2 separate regions of the Arachis hypogaea genome follow, and region 2 is linked to region 1. A link is a contact called in public Hi-C data. All regions are on one chromosome and are shown on one strand. The core of a region is the stretch at or near the end of the contact, and the rest is flanking DNA. Distances in the headings are between cores, read along the strand shown.

Region 1 (6,583 bases), core at 3,380-5,879:
AGGTCATGTTAGTTTTCTTAATTGAGCTTTATCTATTTTGAGTCTGACTTTATTTTTTGGCCAAAATATGAACAAATCCAAATTAAAAAGTTTTACTTTATTTATGCTCTATTTGGTAATAATAAAAAATTATTTCATTGTTAACAAAATAGAAATTACTTTGTTGCTATCTATAAATTGAGGATAATAATTTACTCTTTATTATGCATTATTGTATGATAAAATTAAGTATATATGCATTTAACACCAAAAATAGATCCATTTGCATAGTTACTTGAATTTAAAATATCTTGTTTGAATTAAATTCTGAAAAATAAATTTTAAGAAATAGTTTAGTAATATTAAAGTATATTTAATGCATGTTTTGAAATCTTATTTTTATCTAAACATTAACTAGGTGTTAAATTGGTTAAACATAATTATTTTGTGTATGAAAAGTATATAGAATTAACCGACTATACTATAATGTAATGTAGAGGATAAATTATCCTATAGTTTTAAGAGAGTATCATCAAAGCAATTACCTAAAACTATAAATACAAAAAAAAAAAATTCTAATATCGAGTAATATTTCAAATAATTTTTTAATTAAAATATTTTTAGTAAAAAACTTTTATTTTTAAGAAATTTTAATTACTAAATTAGTTTTTAAAATTTTATTTCATTAAAAAATCTGATATGAAAATTTTAAAATAAATAATGCTACATATTCAAGTATTTTTATAAATTTAGTCCAACTAAATTAAATAATAAGACTTGAAGTAATATTAGTTATAACTAATTTTTGTTGATGTTAGACCAATTTAATTGGAGTTAGTTAATAAAAGAATTTAAATGCGTAATATTATTCTTTTAAAATATGCATTTTTTTTAAATAATAATAAGAAATGATTTGATTACATATATACTCTTAAATAAGAGAATTTAACATAAAAATTTTAATTTATCTACCAAATAAAAATTAAAAATTAATTTATTGATTAAAATTCGTATCAATTTCAACTATGATCCAACGAAAATCTTGATTCTTGAAACCTGATTTGGATATTACGTACTTTCTCATATCAGACAAGCAAGGATAGGTACAGGATTCATATTATTATTATTATTATTATTGAAGAACACAGTAGGTCCAAACATATATATAGAAAACTTTTAATTTGGACCACTGATCTTTGTTTTGAACTTTTGATAGATATTCGGGTAAAGTTGTTTGTCAGCTATATGGTTATCTTTAATGTCTTGATCTTTTTTACCCTTTGGATTTGACTCTTTGTTTTTTACCTTAGCCACACCGAGGATCATTCATTATTTTTGGCCTTCAAATACGTTGCACTCGTAATTATAGTTTCAAATTACGAAGGATTTTTGTCCTATGTATGTGGTGTGTTTAGTGCATCAGAGGTACCTGAGTTGAATTCCATGTTTCCAATTTTCAATTACCAAATCATAATGCAATAATGCATTTATTATTATTATTATTATTATTATTATTATTATTATTATTCGAGAACCATTATATTTTGGAAGCCACTTAAATAAAGATGTTAAAAACGTCTTTTTTTAAAGATATTTTTTAAAAATTAAAATTTAACACATAAAATAAATTAAATTGTATTATTTTTATTAAAATTAGATCGGACAAATCAATTTAACAAAAAAATTAATAAATTAAATTTTGAGCTGGTATAAATTAATATTTTTTATAAAAAATTACTACAATATTCCTATTATAAAACACAACTAAAATATCCCTATTATATATATTCATTTTGAAAACTTTAAATTCTAACCCTATAACAATAGAGAAAAAAATGGCTAGAATTTAGAATTCTCAAAATTAATATATATAATAAGAATATTTTAGTCATTTTATATAATAAAAATATTGTAGTCATTATTTATAAAAAATAATATTAATTTAGATAAATTTAAAATTTAATTCACTATTTTTTGATTAAATTAATTTGTCTGACCTAATTTTAACAAAAATAATATAATTTAAGTGATTATATATATTAAATTTTAATTATTAAAAAATATCTTTAAAAAAAATATTTTCTACATCTTTATAAAAGCATCCCTTACATTTTATAGGAGCATCCCTTACATTTTTTAGCAGTTTACTTTTGCAGCAGCTACTTCGGATATTGTTCATTAAAGATTTGTTTCTTCTAATATTTTAATATTGCAGATTACATTGCTCTTTCAGGCTTTCACTAATACTATATAAAGGTAACAGTTATTAAAATATTATCTACTCATATCATCTTCAGAAAATGATACTTTTACAACCCATATAAAAATGTCTACATTAGTCAAATTTTAAATAGTAATAATTTGTAATTTATGGTTTAGAATTTTAATTTTAGAAAGGGGTAATTTTTATTCTTTTAAGAAAAAAATTGACAGAAAAATATTAAGACTCGTTTTTGTTGCTTTTAATGGTTTTTTTTTTCTTTTTCTTTTTTTTTTTTTACAATATTCTCCAATAATTTTGAGTACATAGTTAAAATTAGTACCCAGTCTTAACATAACACCTGTAATTCCTTATCAGCCAAAGTCTTACTTTCAAAGTGGGTTTCATTCATGTGTAACACAAAACTTACAAGATAGACTGTTGTTGTTTGCAAATAAGAATTAAAATTTTCTGTTGACGCCACTAAAGTTCAAATTAAAAGCTAGATCTAATTAATAGAACTCCATCATCATAACATATACGCACTCAGTTTGTCTAGCTTGCATTGCTAATGGCCCATTTTTGTCCCACCCCGTTTGCACATCAACACAACCTATCATTATTGTGCTCCTAGCAAGCAAAATCAATGTGTCTGCAACTCTGCATGCATTGAAATGTATATCGTCGTTTTTTGGTTTAATAATAAAATGCATTCTATATTTTAGGAAAAAAATTATTATTTTTATTCATAAAAAGTTAAAAATATTAACAAATTTATCTAAAAAAAATTAAGATTCGGATACTCTACTTATCATACAAGACTATTTTTGTCGATATAAAATTAATTTTGTTCATCCATAATTAAATTTATCAGCATGCCAAAAAGGATAATTTACTTTCACAAAAATAATACTATTAAATGACACAAGTTCTAGTAGTGTATGTCATATCGTATGTTTACATATAATGAAAATATATTGTGTATGTACAGGGTGTTTTAACGTCGTATTATGGAATTACATTTACTAGACAGAACATGCATATAATAACTCACCTAAATTTGGTAGATGTCCTACTTAAAATAGTAAACAGTGTGTGAATTAATACAATAATGTCTAATATATAATCAATGAACTTAGTAGTGATGTTAATATGCTATATATGAATATAAGTACATACATAACTATGCGTTTGGTTCTCTATTAACTAGTGTGTACAACTCTTTTTAATTTTTCATTATTTATCCCCGCATTATTTTTCCACTGCCATATAAGGTCTTCACGAACCCTATTTGAAGAAAAAATATTGGTTTTTTTTAAATAGAATTATATAGTATAATTACATATGGATAAATTTTGCAAGTAAAAGTTAACACGCAGAATAAATGTTGAATAAGTCTCAATATTCTGACAACATACAAAGTACGTGTTGGACATGTATCAACATTTTGGTCAATACGTAAGATATGTATTGAACACGTTTTCTATACATTTACAATACTGTAATACACTTAAATGTCAATATTCATCAACTAAAATATCTTCATCATCTTTATATTAAAAATAATTTTTGACCAATTTATCTATTTTTATTTTTTATTTTATTTCGGGTTATTATTAATATTAATATATAATTATGGAATTGATAGTCACATAGTGAAACTACTCCAACCAAACAGTCAGTGGAGATTTTCCCTTTAGGCAATGGCATAAGGCAAGTTGGACCCAATATTATTGAATTGAATTCCAAATACGTCCTTTTCTCTTTTCTCTAGTAGTTAACAAGTTATTATGACGCGCCAACCTCATCAGTCATCATACATTATCATTAGTAACAAACAGGATCCCGCTAGGGAGACAATGGACTATTTGTACAATATGTACAATAGGCTATTGAGTTACAAAATGAACATCTCCCATACTATCACTATCTAGAATAACCATCCGAATACTAGCGATAATAAACATCTTCCCAAAAAAACTTAAACTAATTTTGGAGTTCACCAAAACTCAAATTCTTGACCTTTCGGACCTCACGCTTTAATACCATGCATAATACCACTCATCCTAAAAGCTTCAACTGATGAGAGAAGGTAACACTAATAATTATATCTCTAATACTCTCTAAACTTCCATTGTACACATTGTATAAATATTCTATTGGCTCTTCATACTTTCCCTAACAAATAACACTAACACACACACCGTGACTCACTTCGAACTCAACCAATATTGGATCCTTCTCACCTTTGGGTAGTTTGCTAGGCCATACCCATGCCAAAGGGTATGGACAATTGGACATGGAAGATGAATGAATAATCTCCCTCCTAAAATAGTACGAGAATGCCAACAACCACTTTGTACAACAATCTCATTTGGTTCTTTAACAAACTAATGCTTGTTTGTTGCGTGTACCACGTGAACACACCTTATAATATACATCAAGCTAAGCACTTTCTAAAAGCTACTCCCAAGTAAACTTTCCATGTGGATTTCTTTGGTAGGATTAGGGTGTTGAGAATGAATTTCCCAAAAATTAAACATTGTCACACACATTACTTTTTTCTTTATTGTAAAAATATACATCAATAATAGAAGAATGCTAGAAGTTCATCAAAATTTATTGTTTTTAGCCATTAATTAACCATCAATATTTAAAAATATAAGATAAAGTATGTTGTTGGATTACCAAACTAATGGAACTAGATTAAAGAATTTGAGTTGATAACTAAATAATGACAAAAAATAATAAATTTTTATAATCTCTAGCATTTTTCATATTTTTAAATATTTAAGTTTTGTAACATGTAATACCACTATTATAATTTATTAGTGGACTAATAGACACCAAACGCGTCTGTTAATCTATTTTTTATAAGTTAAATAAAAAATAATAATAAATTTGATATTAGCTAGAATGATAAGTTATACTAAAACCAAAAGATTATGAGTTTAACTATTGAAAATAACAACTTTTTTTAATAAATTGTAGATGGTAAAAGGTGTTTTAGGGGGAAAAAATTGTGCATCAATCCCCTTTCAATCTATATTATATATATAAAAGATAAAAGATAGATAGATAGATAATAGAAGAAGACTATATATAATAGATAGAAGATATATAAATTTTAATCTTGAACCATTTGAAATAGTCTGGAGGTCAAAAATTTAGATAATAATAAAGTTCTAACTTCAAATATTATTTTTCTTAAAATAATAAAGTGAATAAAATATAAAAATTTTATTAACAATTGTTTTAAAATATTTATTAAGTAGAAAAATGTTTAAAAAATTATAGAAAAAATATATTTATTTAACATTTACTTCAAAATCTTGGCAAAAACCCAGAATTACACGTAATATTATTAACTCTTTATTTTTTATTTTTTATTTTATTTATTTATGAAGAACTAATGTTAATTGATCTCTTATATAGGAGTAAACTCTAGCCAAAAAAAAGTGTAGAGAAGATGACTAGTAAAAAATATTTGTATATTATCACCTAACTTTCGAAAAATGAGAATAATTTTTATCTTTAGGATTATCCTATATGAATCTCTGAATTAATCTTAAAGTTTCATCCCTTTCGCTTTGCTTTTCTTTTCAGTTATCTACCCAACATAAAAGTATAAAACAGCAATGGTCATCCTTTTAAACAACAAAGTCTGCCAATGAGTTACTTTTATTATGTTTTAGCATATAATTCAATGAATTATAGTTGGTGCTCATGAAAGTGAATATGTTCACTCACGGTTCACTAACAGTGTTATAAACCATAGATGATACATAAAGCCATTTTTAGGTTAAAAGAGAAGGAAAGTAGTTAACACCGTTTGTTGAGTTTGTGTGTCCCTTTCACTATAACCTGTCATTGGTATCCTGAAATAACAAGACTTCCCCATGATGTTTACGCTGCTCCCTGGTGCAGAATCAGCACAGCAATAAGCCATGAGAGGGAAAAAAAAAGTTTCAGTGATACAGAAAGAAGAAAAGGACTTCATATAAGAAGAAAGAGATACTCCCACCAATCCTACTATACAGGTTACAAAAACCATTAAAGAGAAAAGATAGTAGAAAAGTAATATCCAACCCAACCATCAACTTATAAAGTTAGAAAGAAAACCCCACACGTCGAAAGGAAATTAATATAGATATGAAACATTCTTAAAATGCAGATTAGATGCTAAGAAGATCTGGTGGCGGTGACTTCGGAGGGTTTTGATTATCTTTAGTATGCTCTTTCGATGATGTGGCCATTGGAGACTCTAAGCTGTTTGATGATGACAATGATGAGGACTCGGTGATTGTCGAATCTCCCTGCTTAGATCCCGGTGGCTTTGGAAGCTCGGTGAGAATTTGAACCACTTCGCGCATGGTTGGTCGCTCTACAGCTTGTTCTTCGACA
Region 2 (6,647 bases), core at 708-3,207, 190 kb before region 1:
AGAGGTTATGTCGTTGGAATGCCTTATCTGACTTGCGAGTTGGATTGCGTCAGGTGCGGGTCGAAACCGACAAATGAGCTCATTACCTACACTAGGGATAGACATGAATCATGCTTGTTTACGCATATCTCTGTGCTATGTAACTCTGTGATTGTGTGTGTGTGTTGTATGACTGATTGACTTCTGTGTTCTTTTATTATTTATGCTTGTATGTGTTCTGCTGTTAGTTGTGGTTGGCTAATAATAGCAAAATGAACTTAACTTCTAACCCCGACCCTACTAAGAATTCTCCAATTCTTACCCCCTATTTTCACCCCTTTCAACTACATGTGCGAAGGTTTATTGCGGATCTACAGGAGCATAGAAGATTATGTTCACGAGTTGAGTTAGAATTTATTTTTCCCTCGTCGTTTAATGTTTTTAGTTTTTAGAGGGATAAGACTTGTAATTGAGGTTCTTTGAATAAGTCTATGTATATAAGCTATATGAATATATATACTTTTGTGATTAAGTGATTTAAAATAAAGTCCCCTCTCATTTTCTTAATTCAAGTTTCGGTTAGTATTTGCGAAGGCTCAATATTAAATAAAGATAGTATATAATAAAAAGGTTTAGGGGTAAGTAACGTCTGAGCTTTTGGTACAATCATGAGGTGTTAAATTTAGGGTGTTACAAGACGCAACGAGAGCGACGGCGGAAGGAGCTTGTGCGACGCAAGCGATGACGGAGAGAGTTCATGTGACGGCGGCATCAGCAGCGGAGGAAGCTCGTGCGAGGAAGAGAGGAGTGTGTTTTGTGTACGAGTGTGTGAATAGAGCTCGAGAGATGGTACTTTAAGTTAGGGTTACTCAAAATTGTGACAGATTTATTAATTAATTACAGACGAATTTTTTATTGGTAATAACTCTAAAATCAAAATTTTAATTTTATCGACAGAATTATCAGAAGATTTTATAGTCTGTCGATAAATATTTGAAAAAAAATTTAATTATTTTACCGAAAGAAAATTCATGAGTATTTTCGACAGCAAATTTTATCTTAAAAATTCGTATGTAATTTTATATTTTCTAGTAGTATATGATATTAAAACCCAAAAAATCTTGTAATTCTTTAGTAAGATAGAATTCTCACTTATTTGATAAGCTGATTATGATAGAAGGATGTATAGGATTAATATTACTATAACATGCTCAATATAAGAATAAATGATATCCTTGAATTCATTGTATCATGAGGTCTGGATTCTACCAGACCAATTGATTACTAATTAGTTTCCTTATGATCAAGAAATTAGTCAATTTTCAATCAACTATTCAAATATTTAGTTGTCAGAATACATTACCTCAAAACTTATTCAATCTCAAGTTAGTATCGCAAAAAAGAAGACAAAATTGAGTTAAAATTTTCTCAGTATTCAATGTTAGGAAGGAATCGCAGTGTACTTGTATAAACATATCGTTCATTGTACAATGATGAAATATGTAAGCAAGTCTTGTCTTACTATGGATAATATAGTGTCAATGCGAAGAACAATGCTTAGATAATATCTTTGCATTTGATTCAATACTTAGATCATCTATATGCAATTGGGTCAGTGCCTAGATAATCTATATACAATTAATTCATAGTCTAGATAATCTATATTCAATAGATAATATTTCAGTCTTGGCGTCCTCATAGATTGAGGATCTAGAGAATTGATTAACATATCTGTTATCACAGAGAAGCTGTCTGTGCTCAACCCATGGAATAGACATAACATCAAGGAGTAGGAAAACCCATATCATTTCATCACGTAAAGAAGAATAAATTGCTCATCACCAGAGAAAAGCCCATTATTTGTCAAAGAACTGTTCGAGTTCTTTTTCTTTCCATCAAGAAGATTTATTATGTCCCGCCCCAGACCACCCACAAAAGATAAAACAAAAGAAGAATTGTCTATCTTCTTTTGGGTTTGGAGAATTATATTGTTCAGTACTTTGCCTTGTGGAGTTTGTATTTGTTGGCTTTGGGCCTTGTGTCCTGTTCTCCATTAATTTGGAAGAACTAAAACAAAAAATAGAATATGTTTTTGGATGACAACCAAAAACAGCATATGATTAAAAAGAATTCTCCAATCTGACAATTATAAAAAAAAACTATCCAATAAGATACAGACATGGTACTTTTCCAAAAAAAAGTATATGGTGCAACATTGAATTATTTCATAAGATGGTAGAACCATGTTGAAAGTGAACTGTGCATAATGAAAAATGGGCTGTTAAGATGTTGAAATTTCTTTTAAAGATTGTGGTGCAAGCTTGGAAATCATATTCATGTATTATGGTTGCGATGTTGAAATCCTATAAAGCTAAAGAGTTTAAAGGCAAAACTACTCAAATGAAGATGGCAAAAATATCTTCTCATGAAGATGCTTTGTTTAAAAGTGTGGTTTATTTATTTAGCCACACTTTAAACAAAAAACAATACTTTTATAAATATTAAAATCTAACCATACAATTCATCATCCAAGAGTCAAAAAGAAATATATTCACATGAAGACAATTATAAAATCTTCATTGTAGTATCCACCTTATTTAAATTGGTCTCCAAAAAATTTTGAAGTAGACATTTTGATCCCTAACAAAAATTAATTACTCAACTAATCCTTAATATTTTCTAGTGTCAGACAGTATAGTCTTTCCGTTAGATTACTCTGTTAAACTCTAACAGTAAAGTCCAATGTATCACATTAAGCTGATGACTCAGCGGTTATGTGACACGTGGATATACGACAAATTAGTCTCTGCGTGAATTAGGACAAAAACGACGATAGAAAATTGCTATAACCCCTAAAACAACATTGGAATCCATCTTCTTCTTCCTCTTGCCACAACCCTTCATTCTAGAATAGCAAATAACTTACAGAGAAGGTTGTAATCAGTAACCATGGCAAGTGGTGAAAGTTCGGAAGTTCATATTACCGGTGTATACACATGTGCTCTGACTCAAGAAGGGGGTACTTTATGCTTGGGGTGGCGGTCAATCCAGGCAGTTAGGCCTTGGCCCCCAACTTAAACTGGGTTGTTCTCGTGAGTTGCTAATGACTCGTACATTTTTCCGCATCATCCCAGTTTTGGTTGTTCCAAAAGGCGTAAAATTTGTTGCTAATGGGCATTCTCACACGCTTATTTCAACGACGGATAGTCAAATTCATGGATGAGGTTACAATAGCTATAGTCAGGAAGCCAACAAGAAATATACATATGCTTGGTACCCGTTGCCTGTTGACCGGTACGTGCGTCTATATGGAGTGTAAGTAATCTCCTCACTCTTCTTGACTGCATAGGTTTTTATGTAAAACAATTCCAAATCACAAGTGTGTTGGGGAGGTTCGGAAACTAGCTACTAGTGGGGTCATTCAGCTATATTGACTGATGCTTGTTCGTTAAAGAAGTTGTGCGAGTTTATATCTGTTGAGACGATGATTTTGTTTGATGCCGCCAAGGTTGAGGACGTTGCATCCAGAGGATAAGATGCTTTGGCTGGCCTCTGCGGGAAACTCAAGTACATGAAAGTATTTTGTGATGTCAAAATGAAAAGAATTACACAATTTGTTGGTACTTATGCATTATGCTAAAAGTCAAAATCTTGCTAATAAGCTATGCAAAACTAAATCTGAGAAGAGTTCTACTTGTCAATTATGTTTATGTTAGAACATCAATTTGAAAGTTATGTGTTAATATCTAGGGGTGTCCATGGATCGGATCGTATCCGCAGATCCGTGGTAAATATCCACATCCGATCCGAAAATTGCGGATACGATCCGATCCGCAAATTGATCGGATCGGATCGGATCCGATCCGCACCATTTGCGGATCGGATCGTGGATATCTGCTCTACATCTACGTATTCGATCCGCGGATCTGCAGATTCGCACTATAATAATTAAAAAATAAATAAATATATATATATGTTTAGTATTATATTTACTTGTTTGTATGTTTTAGTTAGTAATTATTATTCATATATTGTATTATTTTATTTTTGTTATTTAGAGAGAGTTTGATTAAAAATATTTTAGGAATAAATAAGTTTAAAAGTATGAAAGAAATATTTTTATCGAATTCTTTTACGTAGAAATATGATTAAAAAGAAAAGGTTTAATTATGCGGATATATCCGATATCCGATATCCGATCCGATCCGCAAATGTGCGGATCGGATCGGATCGGATCCGGCACTAAAAAGTGCAGATACCATATCCGATCCGATCTGATGAAAATTGTGCGGATCGGATCGAATTTTCGGCCATATCTAATCCGATCCGATCCGATCCGCGGACACCCCTATTAATATCTTTTTGGCTTCATTAACTTTGTTGTCTTTGATTTTATATGAAACTTGAGTTCAAAATCCATTTATGATAGTGGTAAAAAAGAAGGCCCTCTATAACAATTGGTGACATTTCTTTGTTAATCCTTGCATTCCTTTTTATCTTTGTTAATTTTTGTTAGTTTATCTTTAGATAATATATCTGGATAAGAAAGAATAGAGGGAGTATTTTGTTGGTGGAATAATTTGGCATATGTGAATTTGACTCCTTAGGGCCCAAATTTGGACAACTTGAAATCTCGAAACTGCATATAAAAAGGGGAACTGAAGACACAAGAAGAAGAATCTTGCATTTCTGAGATTATATTTGGGAGACGACGCGTCACGCATATATAATATGTTTTTAATGGACGAAGTTAAGTAAACCTTGTTTGAAAGAAATTTTAATGGGAGAAGAAGGGACAAAATATAGTTGTCAGAACCGAACCGGTAATCGAACCGGTCAGATTATTGGGTTAATGGATCACTGGTTCAACCGGTGGGTCACTGGTTGAACCGATAGAACCGGTCGTACGTAAATAAAAAATATAAAATAGTAAAAATTTGAATAAAGTGACAATTAGGTCCTTAAAATTTTCGACTTCAGATTAATTATCCCTTGAAAAAAAATAAAGTACAAATTTTGTCCTTCAAGATAATAAACGATGAACACATTATGTCCCTCCATTAATTTATCATGTGAAATTTAGTGGTGATGCTTATATGTCCCTACTAATTAGTCCTAAGTCGAAATCTTCGAAGACCTACTAACTCAATACTCTAAAAAATTTAAAATAAATATCTTTACTAACATTTTAATATGTAAATGTAAATATTAAAATATTTGATACTTATTTTAATAATTCTATAAATTCTAAAGAATTAAAAAAAATTGAGTATAAAACTAAAATTAAATTAAATAAATATAAAATAATTCAGTTGTGTATGTATATAATATATAAAATAATTAGCATATAAATTTACAAATGAACACACTAGCTTGGTGGTGCTCCTTGTTGGCTCCTAGCAAGGAGGCATGGGTTTGACACTCCTTGAATACATTTTTGAATATTGGATCAATATTCAAATGCTGTTGGAGCACCCAAAACCTGCATTTGTTGGGAGCACCATAGGACCGGTCGATTTTGACCGATTTTGTTCGGTTTGTAAAAAACCGACCGATTTTAAGCGGTTCAAATTCTTGTTCGGTCCAAAATTTCAACCGAGTCAGTCAGACCACCAGTTTATCGGTTTTTCGATTAAACCGGCCGGTCCGGTCCGGTTCTTACAACACTCCGACAAATTGTTATCCATCCAAAATCCCTATTTTTTTTATCTTCCAAGAAAAGACACGCGCTCAAGAACTCATTCTATTCTATCATAAATGTTATTAAAAATCTAAACAAGAAAAGATTCTTGGTCATTCTACTCATTGTATTGCTCCATTATGAGCCATGCTTTTTTTTACTCTTCATAAAACTCACATACGTAGAGGATTTTTAGCCTCCCTGTTTGTGTACCCTAATAGAGTTTGTTAATCTAACAAAATTTTTTACCTTAACAGATTGTTGTATGGTGTTTGTTATGGTGTCTAAAAAGTATTGCCTAATTACTAAAATAGATAAAATAATTAATTTTACATTTTAAAGTATAAAAGTTAAAATTTTTTAAATATTTTAAAGTTATTATAAAAAATAATTTAGGTAAAAGTTAAATACCAAACAAAAGACATCATAGAATTGGCTTTGTTATATATAGGAGAATGATCATATGAGAGGAGTGGTCTTGTATGCGGCTATATTACGTATATACCTATTATTTTCAACTATTTTCAGTCATCAGTATAAAATATATGTTAAAATATAAATACATATTAAAAATAAATTTAATCACACATATAAATATATTAGTAACTGATGTTAGTAACTAATTTTGATGTACAAATAATATTTTTACTTTGGATGAGAGTAAGAGAAACACATATGTACCTTTTAATCTCACATCAATGATCAAAATTTAAAGAGTCAGACAACCTTTTTAACTCTTATCTGACGATATATCAAGTTTTAATTCTCATTATCCGTGTATAATACATAGATTGTTATATAAAATAATACTACATTATCAACATAATCAATATCAATTTTTTTAAACTAAATTTTAAATTCTAAACTTCTAAATTTTTTTATATTAGCTCAAAGTACTGATTAATATTAATAAAAAGTATTATTTTTTAATATTTTTTATTATATATAAAAATATAAAAAAATAAATTTTAATTAGTCAACGTTAATC

Evidence for each region. A called contact is a pair of places that touch in the nucleus more often than the background predicts.
Region 2: a Hi-C map of an unstated tissue shows a contact between it and region 1, with 2.8 times the contacts expected there. The contact joins two enhancer-like sites. A contact is called at or near these places in 2 of 8 Hi-C or Micro-C datasets (leaf and an unstated tissue).

What each region holds. Positions count from the first base shown.
Region 1 is chr11:27,159,382-27,165,964 of arahy.Tifrunner.gnm2.J5K5, reverse strand. LOC112720574 reads right to left here. Exons shown (of 2, transcript XM_025771557.3): 2 at 6,152-6,583. The coding sequence ends at 6,355. Among protein-coding and RNA genes, the nearest start is that of LOC112720574, 6.9 kb to the right of the region's middle. Within about 2 kb of position 4,629, at least 2 of the 3 cell types and tissues checked have open chromatin away from gene starts, as enhancers often do.
Region 2 is chr11:27,341,756-27,348,402 of arahy.Tifrunner.gnm2.J5K5, reverse strand. No RefSeq gene overlaps it. Among protein-coding and RNA genes, the nearest start is that of LOC112720575, 5.6 kb to the left of the region's middle. Within about 2 kb of position 1,957, at least 3 of the 3 cell types and tissues checked have open chromatin away from gene starts, as enhancers often do.